4 separate regions of the Mus musculus genome follow, and all the other regions are linked to region 1. A link is a contact called in public promoter capture Hi-C data. All regions are on one chromosome and are shown on one strand. The core of a region is the stretch at or near the end of the contact, and the rest is flanking DNA. Distances in the headings are between cores, read along the strand shown. Region 1 holds the start of Rcn3 (reticulocalbin 3, EF-hand calcium binding domain). Region 2 holds the start of Grin2d (glutamate receptor, ionotropic, NMDA2D (epsilon 4)). Region 3 holds the start of Sult2b1 (sulfotransferase family, cytosolic, 2B, member 1). Region 4 holds the start of Ntn5 (netrin 5).

What was found. Promoter capture Hi-C pulls out the DNA fragments that hold promoters and counts their contacts.
Region 2: a promoter capture Hi-C map of liver shows a contact between it and region 1, with 4 times the contacts expected there. The contact joins the promoter of Grin2d here to the promoter of Rcn3 in region 1. A contact is called at or near these places in 2 of 39 promoter capture datasets (frontonasal cranial neural crest and liver) and 1 of 9 other capture datasets (pancreatic islet).
Region 3: a contact with region 1 is called in a promoter capture Hi-C map of pre-B cells, with 2.1 times the contacts expected there. The contact joins the promoter of Sult2b1 here to the promoter of Rcn3 in region 1. A contact is called at or near these places in 2 of 39 promoter capture datasets (liver and pre-B cells) and 1 of 115 datasets of contacts at active chromatin or transcription factors (bone marrow-derived macrophages).
Region 4: a promoter capture Hi-C map of liver shows a contact between it and region 1, with 4 times the contacts expected there. The contact joins the promoter of Ntn5 here to the promoter of Rcn3 in region 1. A contact is called at or near these places in 6 of 39 promoter capture datasets (the C10 cell line, cranial neural crest, liver and 2 more), 1 of 484 Hi-C or Micro-C datasets (muscle stem cells) and 1 of 9 other capture datasets (adipose tissue).

The regions. Positions count from the first base shown.
Region 1 is chr7:45,089,088-45,095,617 of GRCm38.p6, reverse strand. It overlaps Rcn3 (reticulocalbin 3, EF-hand calcium binding domain), which reads left to right and starts at 3,405. Exons shown (of 7, transcript NM_026555.2): 1 at 3,405-3,522; 2 at 3,930-4,177. The coding sequence starts at 3,936. Fcgrt (Fc receptor, IgG, alpha chain transporter) reads left to right here. Exons shown (of 7, transcript NM_010189.3): 5 at 189-458; 6 at 1,720-1,836; 7 at 2,263-2,625. The coding sequence ends at 2,372.
Region 2 is chr7:45,863,067-45,869,596 of GRCm38.p6, reverse strand. It overlaps Grin2d (glutamate receptor, ionotropic, NMDA2D (epsilon 4)), which reads left to right and starts at 2,916. Exons shown (of 12, transcript NM_008172.2): 1 at 2,916-3,485. The coding sequence starts at 3,030.
Region 3 is chr7:45,738,814-45,745,343 of GRCm38.p6, reverse strand. Sult2b1 (sulfotransferase family, cytosolic, 2B, member 1) reads left to right here and starts at 2,866. Exons shown (of 6, transcript NM_001360784.1): 1 at 2,866-3,290. The coding sequence starts at 2,984. Gm31597 (a long non-coding RNA gene) reads right to left here and starts at 3,382. Exons shown (of 3, transcript XR_391433.4): 1 at 3,213-3,382; 2 at 279-350.
Region 4 is chr7:45,679,813-45,686,342 of GRCm38.p6, reverse strand. It overlaps Ntn5 (netrin 5), which reads right to left and starts at 2,321. Exons shown (of 7, transcript NM_001358870.1): 1 at 1,845-2,321; 2 at 1-162. The coding sequence starts at 1,878. It overlaps Sec1 (secretory blood group 1), which reads left to right. Exons shown (of 4, transcript NM_001271578.1): 2 at 988-1,077; 3 at 2,052-2,163. The coding sequence starts at 2,067.

The DNA.
Region 1 (6,530 bases), core at 2,156-4,655:
AGTGGTGGGGTCAGCAGGGTGGGGTGTCTGTCACTCTGGGAAGCCCTCCAAGTCAGCACAGTGCTGATACAGGGAAGTGGAGTCTGTCCATGGCAAGCTTCACCCAAGCCTTGGTGGGGGTGGGGTGGGTGGGTGAGGTCATAGCCTAGCCTAACTGCTGGCCCATCCCATTGCCTGTGTCCCTGCAGAGCCGCCGTCTATGCGCCTGAAGGCCCGTCCTGGCAACTCTGGCTCCTCCGTGCTGACCTGTGCTGCTTTCTCCTTCTACCCACCGGAGCTCAAGTTCCGATTCCTGCGCAATGGGCTAGCCTCAGGCTCCGGGAATTGCAGCACTGGTCCCAATGGAGATGGCTCTTTCCACGCATGGTCATTGCTGGAGGTCAAACGTGGAGATGAGCACCATTATCAATGTCAAGTGGAGCATGAGGGGCTGGCACAGCCTCTCACTGTGGACCTAGGTGAGGCTGCCCCTCCAGCCTCAGTGTCTTCTTTGTTTTTTTTTGTTTTTTTAAAAGATGTATTTATTTATTTCATGTATGTGAGTACACTGTCGCTGTCTTCAGACACACCAGAAGAGAGCATCAGATCCTATTACAGACAGTTGTGAGCCACCATGTGGTTGCTGGGAATTGAATTCAGGACCTCTAGAAGAGCAGGCGGTGCTCTTAACCGCTGAGCCATCTCTCTCTCCAGCCCCATTGTCTTCTTTGTTTCTGCTCCTGGCTTCTGATTCTCCATTAGCTCTGTGGCCAGTTCCCCCTGAGTCTGACCATGATGAGTCTTGCTGCTACTGGTCTTCATGGTGTTTGACCATTCACTTTTGCCTCTGACAGTTCTTGCCATGGCTTTGGTAAAGCACCAACTTTGTTGACTGTCCTGTGACTGCTCCGCCTTCCTCTGTTGGGTTCTCACCTAGTTCTGTCACAGTGTGGCTGTGTCCTCTCAGTATAGGTCTCCTCCTCCTCTTCCTCCTCCTCCTATTCCTTTTCTTTCTCCTCCTCCTTCCATCCCTCCTCCTCCCTCCTACTTCCTCCCCCTCTCCCCTTCCTCCTCCTCCTCTCCCTCCTTCTCCTCCTCCTCCTCCTTCTTCAGATTTATATCTAAGTGTATCCATATGTATTTAATTTTCCCACTTTCTTTGTGTGAGAGGGGAGAGCAGAGGTGAGTCTGTGCCATGGGATACTTGTGGCGACAGAGGACAACTTGTGGTTGTCAGCCTTGGGGCTCAAACTTAGGTCACCGGGCTTTATGGCAAAGGCAATGCCTTCACTCCTTGAACCTCTGACAGCCTAGATTTATGGAGGGTCGGGCTCAGGTCTCCTGGAATTCGACACGAGTTCTGGGAACCAAACTCTGGTCCTCCGGAAGAGCTGCAAGCCGTCTCTCCAGCACAGTGGCTGACTCTTTTTTTCTCTTTTTTCTTTCTTTTTGTTTTTGTTTTTGAGACAGGGTTTCTCTGTAGAGCTCTGGCTGTCCTGGAACTCACAATGTAGAGGAGTCTGGCCTCTAACCCATAGATCTGTGTGCCTCTGCCTCCCAAGTGCTGGGATTAAGAGGTGTGTCACCACTGTGTGGCCGGTTCTTATATTCAGTGAGGAAACACATGAGGCCCAGGGCCTTTTCTCCGCATACACCCACCCTCAAATACATGCTTCCGGGGGTCTCCGAGAAATCATCAACTCCTTTCTTCCCTGTCTTCATGATACTTTCTGGCTGCAGATTCATCAGCCAGATCTTCTGTGCCTGTGGTTGGAATCGTTCTTGGTTTATTGCTGGTGGTAGTGGCCATCGCAGGCGGTGTGCTGTTGTGGGGCAGGATGCGCAGCGGTCTGCCAGGTATATGCAGGATGGGGGAGGGGCGGGGCCGTGTGCAGGATTGGGTGGGAGTGGCCTTGTGCAGGATGAGGGAGGGGCGGGGCCGTGTGCAGGATTGGGGTGGGGCGTGGCCGTGTGCAGAATGAGGGAGGGGCGTGGCCGTGTGCAGGATTGGGGAGGGGAGGGAAGGGGCCGTGTGCAGGATTGGGGAGGGGCGTAGCTGTGTGCAGGATTGGGGAAGGGAGGGGCCGTGTGCAGGATTGGGGGTCGTGGCAGGAAGTAGCGACTCAGAAAGAAAGAGGGGAGGCAGAGAGATAATAGAGACAAAAGAGTCCCTGACCACCCTGGGAAAAGAGATGGGAACAGAGACCATAGCGTGACCCTGTCAGGTGTGTTGGGTGGGTGAGACCTTAGATACTTGTGCTGACCTCTGTTCCTCTCTCTCAGCCCCATGGCTTTCTCTCAGCGGCGATGACTCTGGTGACCTGTTGCCTGGTGGGAACTTGCCCCCAGAAGCTGAACCTCAAGGTGCAAATGCCTTTCCAGCCACTTCCTGATGCAGACTCGGGCCCCCTGCCCACTGCAGCCTTTCGGGCTGTGTGACCTCCTGAACTGTCTCCGAGCCTCCTGAGGGAGCCTGGGCCCGATGTCCTCCCATGGATCCCTGCTTTTGTGGCCTGCTTCAGTTTCCCTTCTTAATGTACATGGTTGTTTTCCATCTCCACATAAATTTGGCCCCAAATCTGTGTGTGCATCGTTATTCTCAAGTTTCAAGCAGCTGGAATAAATTGAACGCGTCTGGGAAAGATCATATAGACACCTCTTGATTGCTATCGTGCAGCCTGGCCATTTTATAGACCGAGTTGTGTATGTGATACCTACACTGTACCAGGCATTGCTTCTCTTCTTTTTCTTCCTTCCTTCCTTCCTTCCTTCCTTCCTTCCTTCCTTCCTTCCTTCCTTTCTTTCTTTTCCTTCTTTTCTTTCTTTCTTTCTTTCTTTCTTTCTTTCTTTCTTTCCTTCCTTCTTTCTTTTTTTTTTTTTTTAACATTTATTTATTTTATGTATCTGAGTACACTGCAGCTGTCTTCAGACACACCAGAAGAGGGCATTGGATTCCATTACAGATGGTTAGCCACCATGTGGTTGCTGGGACTTGAACTCTGGTCCTCTGGAAGAACAGTCAGTGCTCTTAATTGCAGAGCCATCTCTCCAGCCGCGCTCCCCCCCCACCCCCCCCTTTTTTTTTTAAAGACAAGGGTCTCTCTACGTCGTCCTGGCTGGCGGCAAACTCATAGAGACAGACTGCTTCTGTCTCCCAAGTGAGCCAACCAAACCCGACCTCCTCTTTTCTGAAACGGATCTAAGAAATGGAAAGAGTTTTTAAAAAATACATTCCCCTTAATCCCCTGGGGCCAGAGACTCTGGAGGTGGTCGTGCAAGTCGGCCCATATGTTTGCTGGGAGTTGTAGTTCAATATCAGCCTTATCGCCCACCACGCCTTCGGGTCTGGAGCTCGGCCTTGTGGACGTGGCAAGGGGGTCGTCATTGGCTCCGCCCCTGAGGCTTTCCTGCGCAGTCATTGGTCAGAGGGCGGCAGCCTCTGGACGGCTGGTGGAGGAGCTTAACTGGAACCTGGCCAGGTTGGGCATCTTTGTGCGAAAGCAGAGCTCAGCGTAGGGAGCTAACTCAGGCCGGGTAACAGAGGTGTGGTGGGGTGATGGTGGGGTGAAGGTGGGGTGGGTGGAAGGGTGGGGGTCGCGGTCCAGCCTGGGGGCAGCACAGAGGAGCCTGCATGATGCTTTCGGCCACCACCATGCCCTGAACTTTGGGTGGGACATGCGCCACGTCTCTAACTGAAATACCCCCTTTCTGCTCTGAGACTCCTCTGAGGCTCGGATTCCACCCCCAGAGGTTGTTTTGCCTTTAAATTCTCTATTCTTTTTGCCGACTTTTCTTGAGCCCAAAACTTTTTGCAGCCTGCGCTTTTATCGGCCCTGCCTTAGGCAGCCTCCTCTACTCCGCCCCCTTCAAAGTTCTCCCACATTATCTCTGGTTCAGACACCCCCCGCCCCCAGTCTTATCCCTGACCGCTGGTCCTCACCTCTCCTCAGGAACCGATGATGTGGCGATGGTCGTTTCTGTTGCTTCTCTTACTGCTGAGGCACTGGGCCCTCGGGAAGCCATCCCCTGATGCAGGACCTCATGGCCAGGATAGGGTCCATCATGGAACCCCCCTGAGCGAGGCCCCCCACGATGACGCCCACGGGAATTTCCAGTACGACCATGAGGCGTTCCTGGGACGAGACGTGGCCAAGGAATTTGACAAACTCAGCCCAGAGGAAAGCCAGGCCCGACTTGGGTAGGAGGATGGCGGGGGAGCGGGGCAGAAGTGGGAGGTGGGGAGAGAGAAGTTAACTGAAAAGACAAAACTGTGGCACTCACCTCCTGGGAGAAGGCGGAGCTAAACCTGAGGCTGTGGGGGACCTGCGTCACCAACCCCTGGGTTCCCCTCTACCTCAGTCCCCCCTATGCCTCTGTCTGGACTTCCCTCTTCTCTCTTCTAAACGGGACGCCGACTCTCGGTAGAGACTGAAGACAAGGGATTTGAGGAAGATGCCAAGGTCAGAGATCAGGTTGACCTGGGATGAGTGATGCCAACTGGACTGGACGGGCTTGCCCCGTTTCTAGGTGACAGATACAGTCAGCATGGGCCCGGGACAAGAAGGCCACTCGTGCAAATATGCTTGATTATTTTCATTGTTATTAGTACTTTGAGATCGAATTTCATTTGTGGAACTAGCTAGTCTGAAATTCACTCTGTAGACGAGACTGGTCCTGAATTCAGAAATCCGTCTGCCTCTGCCTCCCGAGTGCTGAGATTAAAGATCTGCGTCTTTAATGTGATGGCAATTTCTAATTTTAAACTGGGCAAATAGTAGCAGGGCAGAGCTGGAGAGAGAGGAGCCCCAAATTGATCAGCCCATCTAGGGAAGTGGGCAGACTGCACTTGAAAGAGGGGCGGGCCCTGAGATGGTGAGAGGCGGAGCTTCAAGGTTAATAGAGACAGTGGCACTCTAGGATTGGGGTAAAGTTAGAGGCCAGACACCCTGTTCACACTTAAGCTCAAGTCCAGCTAGGGTCTGTGCAGCGCTTAGAGGTCGGGGCTAGAGTAGAGGGTCTTGATTTGTGTCAGGTGCTAATCCAACTAACTCCTCTAGGACTCCTGTAGGGGACAGGCTAGGCTTTTAGATGGGCCTGGTACTAAGATTAATAGATGCAGCTCCCTCAGTTCACCTAGCATTTCTACTCTTTCCTAGCCTGTGCACCCATGTCTCTGAGGGGCGTGGCTAGGGCAAGGGGCGGAGTCAGGGTTGGCAAAGACCTAGGGGTGGGTGAAACCTATCAACGGTAAAGCTTCTCCTGGTCCTGCACTGGCTCACAGTTTTAATCCCAGGACTTGGAAGGCAGAGGCAGGCGGATCTCCGTGAGTTCAGGACCAGTCTGGTCTACAGAGTAAGTTTCAAGCTAACCAGGAGTACATAATGATACCCCCTCTCTCAAACAAAACCCCCCAATAATACGTTGAAATCTACCAAACAGAAAACAGACAGTTCCTCTCCTGGGTTCATTTGGAGTCCCACCCCAGTTTGCTTGCAGACCTTGGGTGACATTTTTCTCCCTTATCTTTCTTTCTTTCTTTTTAAGATTTATTATTATATGTAAGTACACTGTAAGCTGTCTTCAGACCAGAAAAGGGCGTCAGATCTCATTACTGATGGTTGTGAGCCACCATGTGGTTGCTGGGTTTTGAACTCAGGACCCCTGGAAGAGCAGTCAGTGCTCTTAACCTTTGAGCCATCTCTCCAGCCCTCTATCTTTATTTCTCTCTCTCTCTCTCTCTCTCTCTCTCTCTCTCTCTCTCTCTTTTTCTTTTTTGGTTTTTTGAGACAGGGTTTCTCTGTGTAGCCCTGGCTGTCCTGGAATTCACGCTGTAGACCAGGCTGGCCTCGAACTCAGAAATCTGCCTGCCTCTGCCTCCCAAGTGCTGGGATTAAAGGCGTGCACCACCATGCCCAGCTCTTTTTTTGTTTTTGTTTTTCTATCTTTATTTCTAAATAATTGTTTCATTTTATTTAAGTATATGGATATTTGGCCTGCATGACATGTGTGTGCACCACACGCATGCCTGGTGCCATGGATCCCCTGGAACTGGAGTTACAGATAGTCATGGGTGCTGGAGTTGAACCTGGGTACCCTAAAGGAGCACCCAGCGCTTCTAACTACAGAGCTGTTTCTTCAGCTTCCTTATTTTTCTTTTATTATTTTTTTTCTTTTTTGAGACAGTTTATCTAAATAGTCCTTGCTGTCTTGTAGACTAGGTTAATCTTGAACTCACAGAGATCTGCCTGCCTATACATCCCAAGTGCTGAGATTAAAGGTCTACACAACTATGCTCTGCTCTTTATTATTATTATTATTATTATTATTATTATTATTATTATTATCATCATCATCATCTAATTAAAAAAGATTTATTTATATGAGTGTGGGTATTTTTTTTCTTTTTCTAAAGATTTATTATTATATCTAAGTACACTGTAGCTGTCTTCAGACACACCAGAAGAGGGTGTCAGATCTCATTGCAGATGGTTGTGAACCACCATGTGGAAATTGAAGGAACTCAGGACCCCTGGAAGAGTAGTTAGTGCTCT
Region 2 (6,530 bases), core at 1,667-4,166, 770 kb before region 1:
ACCAAATGTCTCTGCCCCCTTGTCCCTGAGGGACTGTCTTCCATCTGCTCGCGCGCGCTCTCTCTTTCACTCACTGCCCCTTTCCTGGGTTTCTATGCCTCAAAACCACCCAAGCCTCCCATTCCTCTGACATGTTACCCTGTCCCCAGCTGCGCATAGCTGAATCCCACCTCTGTCAGTCTCTCCACCTCATCTTCTCTATACCCCTCCCTGCATCAGTCTTCCCATGCCTGGCTATCCCTCTCTCCTCTCGCTTTCCCCTCCCACCTCAGAGCTATGAGTCTGCTATTAATACCCCTGCCAAGGACCTTGAGGGCGTCCAGTGACCGGCACCCAGCCCCAAGCAGCCACCCCTTCCTCAAGGTTCTGGAATGCCCTTCCAGGATAGGGATGGGTGTGTGTGTGTGTGTGTGTGTGTGTGTGTGTGTGTGTGTGTGTGTGTATCTGTGTGTGTGTCTGTGTGTGTGAAGTGGGGGGAATAGGAAGCTCTCTGCAGCACAATGAGGGGGAGCTGTTGATCAAAGCTTCTCCCCATGATGGATTAGGGGGCAATAAAGACACAGAGAGCCCCTACCTCCTTACACCATAGACAAGATATGAGGGAAACAACTGGAAAGGCCAGAGCTAGTGAGCTGGAAGGATGTTGGGACTGATGGGGTCTGAGGCAAAAGGGGGGGGGGCTCCTTAAAGGAGAACAAGACAGGAACCAAGACTCCCCGGTGTTGGGACAGGATGAGGCCAGGATGCCCAGGCCCTGAGAAAAAGATGAGTGGACTGCAGAGCTGGGTGAGGTGGGGTACCTGCCAGGCCAAGTTCAGTCAGGAATTTCGGGAGGGTGAGCACTCCTGACGGAGCAGGCTCGGGGTGCTTCTGAGGCCCCTGTAGGATGGAAACAGAGGCTAAACTCATAAGGTGGAGGTCGGAATGGACTTTGCCAGCTCTGATGTGAGATCTGGGGACTTTGCTTCCTGAGGACTGATAACGGGGTACAAGCGCTGGGTAGAAACATTGCCCTCAAGAACCCTGTATGTGAAAACACTGCCTCCCGACAGGGGTGGGGCTGAGGCTGTCCTCCTAGGCCTCACAGTGACAAGGACCTTGGACCCCCAAAAAAGCAGAGGCTAGGGTCTGAGAAGTGGAGGAGGGGGCTGATGGCTGAGCAGCCACCAGGAAGGGAGAGAACCAGTATTAACCCCGCGGGGGCCAGGCCACAGCTGTGCGTTATTTTGGGGAGAAAGGGGGGCTATTCTGAGCAGGGACTGAGCCAGCTGCTTGGGAAGGAAAGGCAATGAAGAGGGGGGACAGGAGGAGGTATGGCCTGCAGGAGGGGGCACCCCCTTCCCTGGGGAGACAAGTGCCCAGGACCTCCAGAAAGGTGGAGTAATGATTTGGAAGATAAGGGTTCCAGCCAGGGTAGGGGGTGTGTGCCTTTGCCCCAACCCTTGCTGTCTAGAGTGGACCGGCCTGTGCTACCATGGCAACCAGACAGGAGACTGACGGCCAAGAGAGAACCCTTCTGTATCTGGACCCTGGCCCATTCAGGAAGCCCCCAGTGCAGGTCCTTGGAGCTTTATGTGAGCAGAGATCAGGCCCCCAGGGCTCCTCCTCAAACCTAGTACCCAGAAGCCTGGGATCCTGGCCCACCCACCCCAGGCAACTAGTATTCAACAGGGGCCACTGGAGGCAACACTCTTCTTCCTTTAATTTACTAAATTGCTCTGGGCTGGAAGCCAGGGACAACCCCCCCCCCCAGCTCCCCACAGCTGTGCCCCCAACCCCAAGACTGGCCTGTGACTCAGTTTCATCAAGAATGAAAACGAGGGGGGCAGGGACAGGAGGAGGGGCTAAGAATGGCTTAGGGTGGTGGGCATTGTCTCTCCTTGGATACCCAACTAATTTCTCCTTCTCTCTCCCCCATACACCTGACCCCTTTTCCTCTCCCGTTTCCCCCTTACTTTCGCCCTTTTCTTTCCATTTCCTCTGCCACCTGCCTCTGCCTTGCTTTTATGTGTGCTGGGCACCTCCCGGGTGGGGGTCTGGGGCTTCGCCTTGCCTTGCTATTTCTGTCTTCTCTGTATTCCATTCGCTCTGCTTGCCTCTCTCCATCTCCACTCCTTCTTCCTGAGGTTGGTGTGTGCCTGACTCTGGGTGACTGTGGGTCTCTGCTTTGCTTTCTATTCCCCGCAACTTTCTCATCTCTCCGCCTCCCTGTATTTCTCTCTGCATCTCTCCTTGCCTCACTACCATCCTCTGCCGTGCTCCCTCTCCTGTGCTCCCTCTCCTGGGTCTGTGTCCCCGTGAGCCTGGCCTTTCATCTCTCTTCACTCTTTCCCCTCTCCTTGACCATCTCTCTCGCTGTCCCCCTCTCCTTTGCTCTCACTGGCGTTCTTTTCCTGGTCTTTGTCCCATCTCTGGGTCTCTTTCCCATCTGTTCGATCACTGCCCCTTCCATGCCTGCCTTCTCCCCCCACCTCTTACCTCTGCATCTTCCCTGACCCCATTACTCACCCCCTCCCGCCTTTGTGCCTCCTGGTTCCCACATTTCATTCCTTCATCTCACCCCCCCACCCCTCCCTCTATTTGGGTTCCATCTTTCCCTTCCACTCCCTCCATTGCCTTTCCCGCTGTCTCTTCTTGTCTCTGGTCTCTGTATGTCTCTTTCCTGCCTCTTTCCCTCTCTGTCTCTCCATTTCTTCCCGTCTCCCTCTCTTCATTTGTCTCCCTCTATGCTTCTGCCGCCGCGCCTTCTCTCACCCAACTTTCCCCTCTCATCCTGACTCTGCATCTCCCTCACTATCTGGGTCTCACTGTCTCTGTCGCCTTCCCTATCTCTGTTTCTCGATCTCTGTCTCCTCCTTCTGTCTCGTTCTCCCTTATCTCTGTCCCTCATCTCTGTTTCCCTCCGTGTCGGCCCCTCCCTCTCTCCATCACCCAACCTTCCCCTCTCGCCCCGTCTCTCCCGTGTCTCCCCTCGGGCTCTGCCCTCGCCTCCCGTCCACGCAGAGGCCGCCCGGCGGGGCCCGCAGGCGATGCGCGGCGCCGGTGGCCCCCGCGGCCCTCGGGGCCCCGCTAAGATGCTGTTGCTGCTGGCGCTGGCGTGCGCCAGCCCGTTCCCGGAGGAGGTGCCGGGGCCGGGCGCGGCCGGCGGGGGCACGGGCGGGGCGCGGCCGCTCAACGTGGCGCTGGTCTTCTCTGGCCCGGCGTACGCGGCCGAGGCGGCGCGCTTGGGCCCGGCCGTGGCGGCGGCAGTGCGCAGCCCGGGCCTGGACGTACGGCCCGTGGCGCTGGTGCTCAACGGCTCCGACCCTCGCAGCCTTGTGCTGCAGCTCTGCGACCTGCTGTCGGGGCTGCGCGTGCACGGCGTGGTGTTCGAGGACGACTCGCGCGCGCCCGCCGTCGCGCCCATTCTCGACTTCCTGTCGGCGCAGACCTCGCTGCCCATCGTGGCCGTGCACGGCGGCGCCGCGCTCGTACTCACACCCAAGGTGCGCGCGACCGCGGGGGACGGGCCGCCTCGGGGGCGGGGCCTTGCGGCTCGGGGGCGGGGCCTTGCGGCTCGGGGTCTTGGATCGGACGTAGTTTTGATTGACTTGAGGCGGGAGGTTCGTCGAGGGGCAGTGCCTGCGTAGGCTGAAGGGAAAGACCTTTGAGAGGCGGGACCTATGATAACTTGGGGGGCGGGTTGTATTAAGATGGGGGGGGGGGGTTGTAAGGACGGAGACAGTAACTAGGGGGTGGAGCCGTCCGTTGGTCAGTTTCCATGTTGGTGGTTAAAAGTCAAGTCTATACAGTGAGGAGTCTGATTTGAAGAGATGTGCTCTATGGGGTTCACAGCACCTTTCAGGGGTCACCTACAAGGGTCAGATCAATAATCAGGAAAGAGGTGGGTTACAATGAGGATTGAGGAAAAGCCAATGGCAGAAGAGATAGATTTAATGAGTGACGACAAGGTCAGAAACTAGAGTTATGGCTCTTGGACCAATGAGGGGAAGAGTCAGTTGGAAAGGGATGGGGTTCAGAAAGAGATGGAGTCTAGTGTCCAGGAAGGCAGAGATGGGAACCATAGGATAAGAGAACTAGGTGCTGAAGGAGGGCATGGTGGGAGGCTTAGCTGGAGGCTTGGAGCCTAGAGGTGTAGGAATGAGAGCAGAGCCATGCATTCTGAGAGTTGGACTGATGAGAAGCAGGCCAAGCCCAAGGACCCTGCTAGTGCTCAAGGATGGAGGGATCCAGTGGAGAAGGCCGAGGGTAGACCCACTCCAATGGATGTAATAAAAGGACTTTGCTGAGAGAGGAGGAAGTAGGCCCTTGAAGTGGGGTTTGAGAATGAGCTTGTCAAACTGTAAAGGTACGGAAATGAGGATTTTGAACCCAGAGAAAACCAGAAACCTGAAGTGGAGTCAGGAGAGACTGGTCCTGGTAGTAGCCTGGAAAGAGACCTGCCCCCAAAGGCCTGGGTGGGGACAGTGGGTTGTGGTAGGCCTTTGGTACCAAAGAAGAGACATGGACTACCCTAATTTGCAGATGAAGCCTGAGAAAGGGGTGTACTAGATGTGGAGCAAGTGAAACCTAGAAGTGGGGTTGGCTGAAGGATGGGGCCGCCTGGGTGGATGGAACCTAAACCAACCAGTTGCCGGCTAGGAAGGCCTGTGACCTTGTTCCCAGAGCACCATTGCATCCGAGGGCCCTCAGGTCTGCCCAAAACATTCTGGGAAAGACCTCTATCCGGCTTCTTTGTTCTTGGCTAGATTTGTAGGCAGATATGTAGGCCTGGCTGCTCCCTCCATAGAACACTGGTGTACACAGTCCCTTGTGCTTCCATTGTTGGTGACTGTGCCCCACTGAAAATTGCTATCCACTTTGTATGTAGCCTGTCACCTTCAGGGACATATATAGTTCACTGCCCTGGGGGAGGGGGGGAAGTGTTATCGTTGCTGCTCCAGCTGTGCTAAATGAGTGCCAAGACCTAGTCTGTTCATAGCCATCCCCTCTGAGGGGTGAGGTCGTCTGTGAGTCTCCAATGCATGCTGGGAAGGCCCCTCTTTTCAGGACAGCTGTCTTGTACCCAGCACTAAACCACTGGCATGTGCCAAAGGAGAAATTCTGATTGCTGTTTGCATGTAGGTGCAGGAAGGCGTGTGAGGCCTGGGGCCTGTTTAGTTAGGTTCGGGATTATAAAACTGAGTTGGGGGGGGGGGGGCAGCGCTCACTTGTACTCTAATGAGGGAGACAAACTAAGTAAGCAACAGATAGTGAAATCTGCCCGAAGGGAAAGCAGGAACGGCTGAGGCTAAGGCTGCAATAGATGGGAATCAAGAGAGGGCTCCAGAGGAGGTGGTATCTGCATGGGCCCTGAAGGATGATAAGGGGTAGCTAGGCATGGAGGAACTGGGGACTGTGTCCCCAGGAGGGACAACTGCTGAGGGCAAAGCTTAGAAGAAACATTCTGTGTGAAAAGAGAACAAGGCAGAGCTGGGGAGGCAGCTGAGCTCAGACGGGCACGGAGGCTTGGTTCATGCAGGGCCCTGGGCTCAGGTTTTGATTCTAAAGTAGAATTTATTGGAAGGTTTTCAGTTGAGAAGAGATGTGTTCCTGTTAATATTCTGAAATGATCCCTTCGGTTGCTGTTTGGAGAACAAACTAAAAGACATGAGCAGGGATGAAAAGAGTGCCAGAGAGCTGCAGTTGTCTAGGCTAGAGCAACGGTGATGGCAAGGGCAGAGACTGGGGGTGCAGACGGGGCCAGCAGGTTAGAGCACACAGCCGGGAGGTGTTGAAGGTGGCTCGCATGTAAGTACCAGGGAAACAGAAAAGGATGAAGCTGGGGCTGTACATTTGCCGCTATAGTGCTTGTCCAGGATGAATGAGGTCCTGGGTCCCGTCCCATGTAAAGTGGGTGTAGCGGTGCGTACCTGTAAGGCCAGCGCTCTGGAGGAGACAAGAGGAGCAGAAGTCAGGGTCATCTTCTGTTTTATTTGGTGATATATGAGATCTTAGAGGAAGGGGGGGGAGGGAGGAGGTTGGCTGGTTCTGCTCTAAAGAGAAGGGTTGAAGAGAGTCAGGAAATTGCTTTTGACATGCTGGTTCCTGAGATACTTGTGGAAATCCTGGTTTGGGGATGGAGACTAGAACGTGGGGTTGGTTTGTCTGAAGCTCACAGGAGTGGTTGTAACCAGCGATAAGAGCCTTGGGCACATCCCACTGAGCGCCTGCCATGATGAAGATGGACAGTGCACCTCCATCCAGCAGGCAGCTGCAGAGCCACAGGTGGCTGGCGCGCACTTGCAGGATGCAGCTGAGGAACTATATATTTTTTTCAGTGTTACTTAATTTTAATTTGAATAGCTACGCATGGCTAGTGGCTACCATGCGGGATAGTGCTGGAGACAACATTTAAGCCCATGGATCGAAATGACAGAGAGGGGACAGAAAAGGAAAGAGAACGTCATAAAAACATTCTTATATTTATATAGGGTTCTGTCTGAGGAGCAGAGAGGCCAGTAAGAGAGACAAAAATGGGGGACATAGGG
Region 3 (6,530 bases), core at 1,617-4,116, 650 kb before region 1:
TGTTGTGCGTCCATTCATTCATTCACTCATTCATTCATCCCCTCGTTCTTTCATCCACTTGTTCATCTACTCAGCCGTCGCTGTCTCCCTTATTCATTGCCTCATGTCTGACCTTGATTGCCAGCAGCCCTGACTCCCCGCCACTTGGCCTCTCAGGACCTGAGCTGCATTCAGAGATAAAACAAAACAAAACAACAACAAAAACAAAACAAAACAAAACAAAAAAAAACAAAAAACCGGTGGAACAGTGGGCCAGGTGTCCATATTCATTTACTTACTTATCCAGGAACGATTTCAGGGTGCCTACGGGCACAAGATCCTTCCTTGGAAGGTGACTCAGTTTCCCACTCCTGTAATGAGAAAGAAATAGCTCTCTCAAGGAATTGGTGAGATCAAAGACTAAAGCATACCTGGGGCTAACCTTCCTTGGAAGGTGACTCAGTTTCCCACTCCTGTAATGAGAGAGAAATAGCTCTCTCAAGGAATTGGTGAGATCAAAGACTAAAGCATACCTGGGGCTAACCACCGAGTATCTCTTAAAAGCCCAGTACTTAAGATATACAAGCACTTATAATCCTCAGTAGGACTGAAGGCTTGAAGCAGTAATTATTGCTGGCTGCTTGTGACAGGTGAGGAAACGGAGACTCAAGGAGGCAAGGCTCGTTAGACTTTGCCACTGGCAGACCTTCACCAGCTAATCTGCCTGGTAACCATTGACCTCACTGCTCCTGCCTGGTCATCCAAATCTGCCTGGTAACTGGTGATGTCACACATTCCTGGGGTTCAACCTATGGAGGGGTAGGATAACATCACTGAACAAATGTAGTATCTAGAGAATTTACAACTTACAAGGCACACTGAACAGGCTGAACACTGAGCAGGCTGGCCTGAACAGGGCCTTGATAATGCTGGGCCACTGCTGGACAAAATGGTTATTCCTTAGAAATCTCAGATTTATGGGATGTGAGCTTCAAACCAGGATGGATGCTGACCACTTACAGCCAGCCTCCTGCCTTTCTTCTCTGTGGAAATTTAACCAACTTTGATACAATGCTTTCTCCAGGTTAGACAGAGCCCCGAGTGCTTTACAAAATGCTACAAGGTAGCAGGCATTATATCCATCTATACACCAGAAAACCCAAGGCACAGAGAGCATCCCACAGTGAGCGTTCCTAAATGCCTTCTCCTCCATGTGTCTGAGTTTTACCTCAAAACCAAACTCTCGTTGTCAGCATTGTCATTACTGCTGTTCTAGGGCCTAGTGACACACCATACAGCCATGCCCATCCCTCACTGGGGAGTTCTAGGCAGAGGCTCTACCACTGAGCCACGTCGCCTGCCCCTCATTGGGTGTACAGGCTGGTTTTGTGTCAACTTGACACAGGCTGGAGTTATCACAGAAAAAGGAGCTTCAGTTGAGGAAATGCCTCCATGAGATCATGAGATCCAACGGTAAGACATTTTCTCAATTAGTGATCAAGGGGGGGGGGGCTGTGGGTGGTGCCATCTCTGGGCTGGTAGTCTTGGATTCTATAAGAAAGCAAGCTAAGCAAGCCAGGGGAAGCAAGCCAGTAAGTAATATCCCTCCATGGCCTCTGCATCAGCTCCTGCTCCCTGACCTGCTTGAGTTCCAGTCCTGACTTCCTTTAGTGATGAACAGCAATGTAGAAGTGTAAGCTGGAATGGGGATTCTAGGTAGGGGCTCTACCACTACAAACTTTCTTCTTTCTTTCTTTCTTTCTTCTTTTTTTTTTTTTTCGTTTTTCAAGACAGGGTTTCTCAGCCGGGCGTGGTGGCGCACGCCTTTAATCCCAGCACTCGGGAAGCAGAGGCAAGCAGATTTCTGAGTTCGAGGCCAGCCTGGTCTACAGAGTGAGTTCCAGGACAGCCAGGGCTACACAGAGAAACCCTGTCTTTTTTTTTTTTTTTTTCCGAGATAGGGTTTCTCTGTGTAGCCCTGGCTGTCCTGGAACTCACTCTGTAGACCAGGCTGGCCTTAAACTCAGCGATCTCCCTGACTCTGCCTGGGACTTAAAGTGTGCGCCACCACACCCCAGTGTCTTTTCCTTTTTGAGTCCAAATCTCCCTGTACTTTTGGAGTTGGCCTTTAGTTCTCTGTCCTCCTGTCTCAGCCTTTGGGAATGACCAGCGTGATGTGATCCACTGGTCTCACTCACAGAGGTCCCACCAGTCAGAGGAACGAAGCAGATGCGGCATCCAGAAGCCAGGCTGTTCTTAGGAACTTTTAGTGGGTGCGTTTCTTCAAAACAAAGCAATATGCTGTGGTTTCCTTTTCCCTCAAAACATGAAACCAAGGGTTGTAGCGTGGTGGTCGAGTGATAGCCTAATGTGTCAGCATCAAGGCTCAAGCTCCATCAGTACAAAAAAATCAGTAGATAAAATATGTGTCCCACATGAGCCTGGTGGCCCAAATCTGTCATCCTAGCTACTTAGGAGGCTGACACACAAGAATCAAAAGTTCAAGACCAGCCAGAACAGCTTAGTGAGACTCTGTCTCCAACAAATTAATAGAGGGCTGTGGGCGGGGCTCACAGTGCGGGGGGGGGGGGGATGGGGCGGGGCTCCGTAGTGGACCACTTCTTGCACCATTCTGAAAGGTCTAGGTTCAGTCTTCTCTTTGGAAACTCGGTTTCGTGGCTGCGTAAATGCGTCATGGCTTTGGGACAAACAGCTAGATCGTTTTAGCTTCTCGGTGAGTCATCGTGGGTTCTCACATGGGCTCTGCAGCGTGCAGCGTTGGCGGGGGCACCTGCCACCTTTGGCTTGGGTTCCTCGTTCGGAAAATGGCCTGATGACGTGGTGTCGCCCTCCAGGGTTGGGATGTGGAATAGACATAAGGAGAACACTTAGCTCCACTTTGCAGACATGAAGTACCCTTCCTCCTACCAGAAGCGTAGCTTTGGGCGAGTCACTCCCACCCTCCACGCTCAGCTTTCTACACCCATAGTGTGGGGGCGACAGTATGACATCACGGGACTGCTGTGGTGGAGTTGAAGTGGATCTACTCCTCAGGTGGACACACGGGGCTCAGAGAAAGGACACTCCTCACTGGCGTGTGAATGGAGGGCCCTGCGACTCTTGCCCACCTCCTTGGTCTTCTTTACACGTGCCCTTCCCCTCTTTCAGCTGGAATTTTGGAGGTGAATACTTCAGATACAAAGGTATCCCTTTTCCTGTCGGCATGTACTCACCGGAGAGCCTCAGTCTGGCTGAGAACACTAGCAACGTGCGGGACGACGACATCTTCATTGTCACCTACCCCAAATCAGGTACCGGTAGTGCTAGTCTGGGCTGGGGAGGAAGGGAGGAGAGAAGGGAGGAGGAAGGGGAGGAGCCTGCTTTGCAGAACCCGGCAGCTTGTCCTCTGCTAACAGTACCTTCCTTTGCACTGCGCACTAAGTCCCTGCTCCAGGGAGACTCTGAAGGCCTAGCTAATGTCCCCTCCCCTCTAGGGCTGCCACAGTGTCCCCAATCCTTCCCTGTCTCCCAAGCCTTCACAGCACTGAGTGCCACCAGCCGCGCATGGTTTGCTGGGTAATTTGTTCATTTTTGTTGAGAAAGGTTTTCATGTAGCCCAGGCTGGCCTTGAACCTCAGCTGGTCCTGCTGTCTCAGTGTCTCGGGTTCTGGAATGGCAGGTGTGTGCTGCTGGGCACAGTGTCACTGGGTAAACCTCTGCTTATCCACTGGAAGGTTAATCTGGCTCTCTCTGAGCGCTCTGTCTGCCCTGGCTGTTGCTTGTTCTCGGAACCGCGCGTGTCTGTGGAGGAGGTTCCTCATTTCGTGTGAATTCGCATGCAGACTACTCCACAGTCTTCACAGAGAAGGAAAGCCACTGCGCATTCTGCTTCTCTCTTTGTCGCTGTAATAGACCACCTGACCAAAAGCAACCGAAGGAAGACAGGCCCTGTGTGGCTTACACTTCCAGGCCCCAGCCTTATCACAGAGAAGCAACGCAATCAGGAACAGAAGCAGAAATCACACAGGATCCTGCTGTGACTGCCTGGCTCCTTAGAGCTTGCTCAGCTAACTCTATAAACCCCAGGCCCCTGCCCAGGAGGGGCACTGCCCTGAGTGGGCTAGGACCTTCTCTATCAATTAGCTATCAAGAGTGTGCCCCCGGGCAGCATATGTCTTTAATCTCAGCACTAAGAGGGCAGGGGCAGGTGAGTTCGAGGCCAGCCAGGGCTACATGGGGAGACAAATAGTAAATAAACAAAAAACATATTTAAACAAATAAACAATGATAAAAGAAGACAATCTATCACAAACATGTCCTCAGACCAATGGAGTCAACCCCCCAGCTCAGCTGAGATCTGGGTAATTCTGGGCTGTGCTGGCAGCTGAGGCGAACTAGGAGGGCTGGCTACATGGTGCACATCTGTAATCCCAGCATGTTGGAGGGGAAAGTAAGAGGGTCGGAGTTAAAGGTCATCCTCAGGTACAGACTGGGTTCGAGGCCAGCCTGGTCTACAGAGTGAGTTCCAGGACAGCCAGGGCTACACAGAGAAACCCTGTCTCAGAAAACCAAAATCAAGAAAAAATAAAATAACAAACAAACCAACCCAAAAAAGCCCTAACTCACCCCACCGAGTACAAGTATGAACCTTATAGATATCATGCTAAAAAAAATGGAGCCAGACACAAAAGGAATTACATGGGGCCCTTAAAATAGCCATGCTTGGTGGGGGAGGGGGGGAGCAGCTAGGGCGGTAACAGGAGTGAGATGGGGGCAGGGTGGGTGGGGCAGGGCCTACCTAAGGTGAGAAATGAGAGCATTTTTTTGTTTTGTTTTGTTTTTTTGTTTTTTGTTTTTTCAAGACAGGGTTTCTCTGTGTAGCCCTGGCTGTCCTGAAACTCACTCTGTAGACCAGGCCGGCCTGGAACTCAGAAATCCACCTGCCTCTGACTCCCAAGTGCTGGGATTAAAGGCATGCGCCACCACTGCCTGGCGAGGGCATTTGTTTAAGGATTGCAGTTTCTGTTGGAAAAAGGACAAGTTTGTTTTGTTTTGTTTTTTTGTTTTGTTTTTTTTTTGGGGGGGGGGTGTCAAGACAGGCGTGACTATTGCAAAACAACATGGTTGTCTTTAAATGTTGCCAACTCAACCTGGAACTTAAAATAGTCACAATGATGAGGTCCCCAGTATAGGGTTTCAAGAGCATAGAGAGGCAGCCGGCACAGGAGTGACCCCACCCTCTGCAGGGAAAATCACACACGCACACACGCGCACACACACACACACACACACACACACACACACACACACACACGCAGCCATGGATTGCGGGGCGGGACTTCCTTGCTCCTGTCTCCAGATTCAGCTTCACTGAAGAGGTCCTGAGACGTCCTGGTGGAGGGCTCTTGTCATTGTATATCCCCTAAAAGGCTCACAGATCAGGCTGGCGAGATGGCTAAGCGGGTAAGAGCCCTGACTGCTCTTCTGAAGGTCCTGAGTTCAAATCCCAGCAACCACAAGGTGGCTCACAACCACCTGTAATGAGATCTGACACTCTCTTCTGGTGTGTCTGAAGACAGCTACAGTGTACTTACATACAATAATAAATAAATCTTTGGGCCTGAGCGAGCAGGGTCCTGAATTCAATTCCCAACAACCACACGAAGGCTCACAACCATCTGTACAGTGTACTCATATACATAAAATAAATAAATCTTAAAAAAAAAAAGGGCTCACAGATCGCTAGTCGCATGTCGCAGCTAAGAACAGTGTAGGGCAATTATATTCCTCTGGCGCCCTCTCCTGGTCGTTGAGAAAGGTAGCTAGAGCTAGGGAGAGCGAGAGCCTCTCCACTGAGGCTGAGCCTCTCTGACTCCAGCTCCTTTGCAGAAAGGAGGATTCAAGAGATTCAGATCCAAGACAGTGACACAGGCCTGCTGTTTTTGCTAGGCCAGAGTCTGAGGAAGGAGGGGCCTTAAGGCCAGCCTGGGCAGCATAGTGCATATGTTAGCGGTGGAGGTTTTTTGAGACAGGGCTTCTCTGTGTGTAGCACTGGTTGTCTGGAACTCAGTTCTATAGACCAAGCTGGCCTTGAACTCATAGAGATCTATCTGCCTGCTGGGATTAAAGGTATGAGACACCACTGCCCAGCTGCTTAATGTGATCTAAATGTGCTTCATGACAAAGAAAGTCAAAAGAAATAAGATGCAGCTTAGCAGTACAGACCCCTGCCTAGAGTCTCTCAGTAGGGGGCTGGGGTGTGGCTTAGTGGTTAAGCCCCTGCCTTACATTTCTGAAACTCTCAACTCAATCCATTTTACTACAGACAGACAGATACAAGATAAAACAAGGGCTGGCGAGATGGCTAAGCGGGTAAGAGCACTGACTGCTCTTCTGAAGGTCCTGAGTTCAAATCCCAGAAACCACATGGTGGCTCACAACCACCCATAATGAGATCTGACGCCCTCTTGTGTCTGAAGACAGCTACAGTGTACTTATATACAATAATAAATAAATCTTTGGGCCAGAGTGAGTGGGACCGACCAGAGCAG
Region 4 (6,530 bases), core at 1,072-3,571, 590 kb before region 1:
AGGTCTGAGAGCAGGGGGCTGCTGCCTTGCCAACCAACTGGGTCACTGGTGGGAGGCAAAAGCGAGGGCGCCCTCCTGGATCATAGCATGGGTCTGAGGTGGCCTGGCTAAGGAGGAGCAAGAGGCTGAGGGTAATGGGCGTGGTCACAGTAGAGCCGGCACCTGTAGACAGAGGTGGCAGATGGGGTCAGTTGGTGTCCACCCTGCTGAGGATTCCTGCAGACCCTGCATTCCTCCTGGTCCTGCCTGAGCCCCCTCCCCAGCTGCCTCGAAGCGAGGAAAATAGTTCCATCTGGGGAGAATTACTGTTTACATAACCCACAGGGAAAGAACGCAAGCAAAATTGAGAATTTTGCCTGAACTAATCCAGAGCTTAACACCCCAAAGTTATCCATCAGTGTCGAGGGGTAGAGGCCCTGGGGAGAGGGTGAGGGGAGATGAGGAGCCAGCAGGACCGACAGATGTGAAAACCTAGGAGAGCGAGTCACGGAAGAGATGGAGGAGCCTGGCCGAGAGAGGAAGCCCACAGAGAAGAGATGGAAGAGCCTGGCCGAGAGAGGAAGCCCACAGAGAAGAGATGGAGGAGCCTGGCCGAGAGAGGAAGCCCACAGAGAAGAGGAGCAGAGTCCAGCACAGACCCGGGGAAAGCCGGAGGCTAGACAGGGCAGGGCAGAGGACCGGGTGTCCGGCTGGGTAGTTGGATGGCATGAAGCTAGAGGCTCTGGGGCTGGGAGGGAAGAGCAGGTAGGCTCAGAGACAGGCATGAAAGCCCAGGGGAGGCTCGAGAGGGAGAGGAGAGCTACTACTGCCTGGCAGAAAATCAGAAGAAGAGGCCTTGGCCCACGTGGGTCAGAGTGGAAGCCTTTCCCACATGGGGTTCTAACCTTGTTCTCCACACCCAGGGCACGGAAGGCGGATTATTGCCAAAAAACCCTGGCCTCTCTGCCACCCACTCCAGCCCTCCACCCTTAACCCTTTCCCCTCCAGGTGTGTAGCCAGAGAAGAGTGCTGAGGGAAGGTGGTGCTGAAGGAGCTGGAAACCAACAAAGCCTTGGAGTTAGAGAGCAGACCCCTCAGGTACTGGGAAGGCAGAGCCTGGCCTTCCTTTAGGGCTCAGGGTGTTGGGGCCCTGCACTTACTTTTCTGGGACTTGCTGGGAGGTGGCCCCACTTGCTACCCCAAATCTCAGACCTGGACCCAAATCCCTCCACACTCCACAAGCACTCAGCCCCCGAGCAGATGGGGGCCAGTGCTGGGGGTAGATGATATGGGAGGAAAAAAAGCAGGAGGTGGCATAAGGTGTGTGCCCGATGCCAAGGCACTTAGAAACCAGAAATCCAGAGCCTAAGGAGTGCTAGGAGCCAGAGGACTAAGGCTTTCAGCTTCCCCCACATAGGACTGGGGATCTTGGGACTTTCCTGAGCCCCCTGCATGTACCCTTACCTCCAGACATCAGAGCCCTGTGCTCCACTGACATTTCCCAGGCAGGGTGCCTCCCTTGCCCAGTCCATAGACTCCCTGCCCCCGGGAGTCTGAGCCATTATGCACCCATAGCCTCCCCCACCCCAGCCCCTCATGTAAACACGTTTCTTGCTAGGTAATTTCAAGGTCCCACCTTCCGGCTCTCAACACCGTGAAGTACCAGGCTGTGAGTTCTCTGTGTTCTTGGGGTTAGGCAGAAACTAGCCCTTGCCCGTTTGGGCCTACAGCATTCCTACCTCTCAGTGGCAGGCCCATCCAAATTCCCTGGGCCAGTGGGATCCATAAGGGACTCTGCCTGCCTGCCCCTCTTCAGCATGCACCTCCTACCTGGCTATTAGGGCCCAGCCATTGGTCAAACCTGCCTGGAGAAGAAAAGAGTGTCCTGTAGTCGGTCATCCCCACACTCTTCTGTAGGAGAAGCACTTGGAGGGCTCTCGGGAGGAGTGAGAGTGGCTGTTCTCAGGCCCAGGCTAGTGGGGGTTCTGGGCGGGAGCTGAAAGCAGAGCCCGCAGAATCCAACACTACCGCCCACCCAAACCCTAGCCAACAGCAGCCACGCTTTCCCACAGGGACCCTTGCCAGCCATGCCACCCGAGACTGCGTGGGACAGGAGCACTGTCGCCCCCAGCAGGCTTGAAGCTTGGTGGCCCCAAACAAGCCGGCCTAGAAGGATCCAAGCAGGTAGGGGTATGACTACAGCTTGGGGTTCTGGGATTGGGGTCCTGGCCTGTTCCCACTTGCCCCAGCACCTCTGGAGTTTAGCTTGCCAGCCCCTGCTTTTGGCCGACCCCAAGCCAGCCAGCCCCTCCCCATCCTGCATCCTCCTGCCCCAAGTGCGTTAACTCGGTGTTAAGGTCAGTTGCTTTCAAGCTCTAAAATTCCCAGCCTCAGATCAGCTGTAGGGGAAACCAGAGGCCAGTGCTACCTGCAAGGAGGGCAGCGGAGAAGACTTTCAGCCTGGCTGAACTTGGGGAGGAAAAGAAGGTAGCAAAAGCCAAAGGCAGCTCCCCCCTCCCCCCAGCCACTGGTGGATAAAGGCCCCAGGGCTTTTAGCCTGAAACACTTCCACAACTTGTTGTGTCTGAACATTTGAGTGTTGTGGTTTCTCTCTGAGCAAGATGAGAATATGTGTGGTTTGTTCCTGAGCACCCACCCCATTCATAGCTACTGTCTTGCCAGTGTGCAGAACTGGCCCAGGACAAGACTCAGGGACCTGGTGCCCTGGGAGTAAGAGATCCCTCTGTACTGCCGGGTGACCCTTGAGGCTGGGATCTTAGAGGAGCAGGGACAAGGACAAATGAGAGCTACAAGACCCACAGATGCAGGAGGACTAAGCTTTAAGAGAAGGCTCAGGCCAACGGATCCCACATCTGAGACCCATGTCCCCAGCAAGGGCTGTGTGAGCCATAGGGTGACACGTGGGACTTGTGGGTCCAGCAAGTCCTCCCCGGTTTGCCCCAGCCTTGGCACTGTCAGGCCACCTTCTAGACAGAAAGACGGGAAGCTGGTCTGTTCTGTAGACAATTGCGAATGGCTCGCTGTGGAGCAGGACAGATGGCTGTCAGACATCCAGAGAAGGTCTGGGTCTGCTGCAGGATCCTGCCTGCCTAGCGTGGTAAGTCCCTACGCTGTCTCCAGAGGGAGTTCTCCTCCTCACTTTGCTCTGGGTGCCTGAGCTGGCTGGGGGACCCCCAGAAAGCATCAGCTGTGGGGAAGCCAAGCCCACCCAGGAAGTGGCTGGTCCTTAATTCAGAGGTGCTATGGAGCTCCCCAAGTATCGAGACCCTAACCCTCACAGGGTCAAGCCTCGGGAGAGCTCAGGCCTGTTTGCTCTCCACAGTAGAGGGTCTCTGTCTGCAGCCTCAGGCAAAGGAGGTGGGTAGCACAGCCTCTCCACTGAGTCTTCCAGGCCTTGCTGTGGAACAGCCTCCAGAGGGCGCTCTCGGCATAGCCGGATGAAGGCTGGGCGTCACCTCAAGATGGCAGCAACAGAGCACTTCCCAAAGCTGCTGCCTTTACCAGGAAGTGTTCCGAGATCCACTCCCTCTCCCAAAGCCATCTTGAGCCCTTTCTCTTCTCTGCCCAGGTTCTCTGGCCCAGCTCTGCTCCCTGGTGCTCTGGCTGGGCTGGGCGATCCACTTCGAGTTGGCTAGAGAGCCAGGAGAAAGAAAATGACTGCAATGAGAAAAGAAGGAGCTGGGGTGGGGGAGGATGGGTTTGCTTTGCGGGCAAGTGAGGCAGTGTAGTGCTGGCGAGCATTGTATTTCTGTGAGACTTGGTGTGTGTGCTGTGCTGTGTCCTGTGGTCAGAGCTGCCTGACCTTTCTGGGAACCCAAGTTAAACTCCAAGAATGTTCTGACTTCCAGAAATGGTTAATAATAAAGTAAGGCCCTGGGATACAGGAGCTGAGGGGGCCTGCCTAATACTGAGGCTTGGACAGAGAATAAGCAGGAGAGAGCAGATATCAGTATGGTGCAGCAGACACCTGAAGACTTTGTGGGGCCCTGAGAGAGCTGGAGTCTGGATACATAAAGAGAGGAAGCGGTTGTTTGCCTTATCCTTAGGGTGGTGCGTTAGTCTTTTTTCTGCTGCTGTGATAAACATCAGGACCAAAAGCAACCTAGGGAGGAAAGGGTTTGTTTCAGTCTGAAGTTTACAGTCCATCATAAATGGAAGTCAGAACAGGAGTTCACGGCAGGAATTTGGAGGCAGGGACTGAAGCGAAGACCATGGAGCAGTGCTGTTTAGTGGTTTGCTGTCTGTGGTTTGCTCTTCTATAACCTAGGGTCACCTGCCCAGAGGTGACACTGCCCATGGTGAGGTTGGACCTCCCATAATAATTAATCAGGAAAATGCCCCCATAACTCCCCTACAGGCTATCTGATGAAGGTGTTTTCTCAGTCAGAAAGGTCCCTGGTAACTTATGTCATGTTGATGAGAAAAGCTACCCAGCATAGATGAGTTGTGCATATCAGAGTCCACACAAGCCCAGCAGTGCCAAGGCAGAGCCTGCAGGTTAAAACCGTGGTCTCCTCAGTGAGGGCCCACACTGCATGGTGCCCACCACAGCCAGTCAGTAGCAAAGGAAAGCAGATGGAGAAATGGGACTCTAACACCTGCTGCTGCTTCCTGAAACCAGCCACATTTGACCCAGCAGTGCCACCCCAGAGAGGTGCTCAAGGGAACCAAAAAGCATCCACATCGTGAGCTATGACAGCATTGTCCATCACAGGCAGGAAATGAAGGTAACCCATACAAACTCACATAGTGACAGGCCAAGGACAAGCAGGAGTCGCCAGGCCGGATGATGTACCCTTCCACATACTAACTACGTGGCTCAGCAAGTCACGGAGACAAGACCAGCTTAGCTAAGTAAGGTAGCAGAGGGGACACAGCCAGGGCTGTGGACAAACAGTCTTTGGGATGAAGCAGGTATTAGTCAGCTCTGAGCACACCAGAGGCCACACTAGTGGAACTAGGAGAACACTGACACGGGTGGATTCTTAGATATGCAAATTCTATTCCAGTGAAGTGATTACCAGGAAACAGGTTGAACACAGACCTACACGTAAAGGCCAAACTGATAAGGCCTACCTCTTATTATAGAGTGTTTCAGAAACAGGAAGTTGGCACTGCCCACCCCCCGAGTCCTGGCCCAGAAGCAGGTGCTTGTCTCACTTGCTATATTTGACTGCTCTTGGCAGGCACAGGTCTACCCAGAGCTGCAGAGTCAGGAGCTCTGGGCAGACTGAATCTGTTATAACACAGACAATGAGAGAATGCAATGCTCATGGGTACTATGGCCAGTCTCATCTTACAAAAGAAGAAACTGAGGCACACAGACTGAGCTGAACAATGAACCTGAGCCCATAGGAAGCAAAATCACATGGCAAGTCTGGTCTGTGTAAGCACAGCCTGTTCCAGCCTCTGTAATGCACAAGTGGAGAGTTCTCTTTTGTTCTCCCATGTTCACTAGCACCTGGGGTGTAGCAGAAGCAATCGTTCCTTGTGGGCTGGGCATGATGGGAGGATATTAGAAGTGCAGCCACTGGTGTGGGTATACTGCAGGCCCACAGTGGCGCACGCCTTTAATCCCAGCACTCGGGAGGCAGAGGCAGGCAGATTTCTGAGTTCAAGGCCAGCCTGGTCTACAGAGTGAGTTCCAGGACAGCCAGGGCTACACAGAGAAACCCTGTCTCGAAAAACCAAAAAAAAGAAAGAAAGAAATAAAAGAAAAAAGAAACAGCTCGAGCAAAGTAACTGTGCCGCTGCTGAGACAAGAGGTCTGAGGATGGGTGTGAGCGCCCTGCACCCAGCGTGTCCTGCTAGTTTCTCTGGTTTTGTTTGTGTTTTCTCGAGACAGGGTTTCTCTGGCCATCCTAGAACTCTCTCTGACTGGCCTCAAACTCACAGAGATCCACCTATTTCTGCCTCCCGAGTGCTGGTATTAAAGGCGCAGGCCACCACTGCCCGGCCCCTGTTAGTTTCTCTATTTAAAGGAGCCTCTTACAAAGCCTCCCCGATGTGGGAAATCTCTATGATTATTAGTCTTGCCCTTTGAAGCCATTACAAAGTAAGGTAAGGGTTACTGGAGCATAGCGCTGCAAACCTCCTCAGAGGGAAAGTCAGCTTTCAGGAACTGATTGTCCCCTGCCACTTTGTGACATCCAGGCATTGAGCTCAGGACATCAGGCCTGCCTGGAAGTGCCTCTGCTGGCTGAGTCATCTTGCTAGCCTGAACACAATGGGCCGGATAACAGCCCAGTGACCAAAGCATGCAGAGCACACAGTCTGACACACTGGACCAAGGGTGACTCACCAGAGCTGCGGTGGGTGGGGGGCAGGGGGGCAGGGCTAGCGTTAAAGAGTTCATCACCCTCGGTACAAAACTTAGAACTTATACATTATTTACTTCTGGAAATTTCCACTTAATATTTTCAAGCCCAACTTGCCCCAAAGTAACCGGAACTCTAGAAGGTCAAACTGTGACTAGGGAGGGGCTGCTGTAGTACTCGGGAGGTTTTCACGTCCTCCCTGAAGTAACTGTT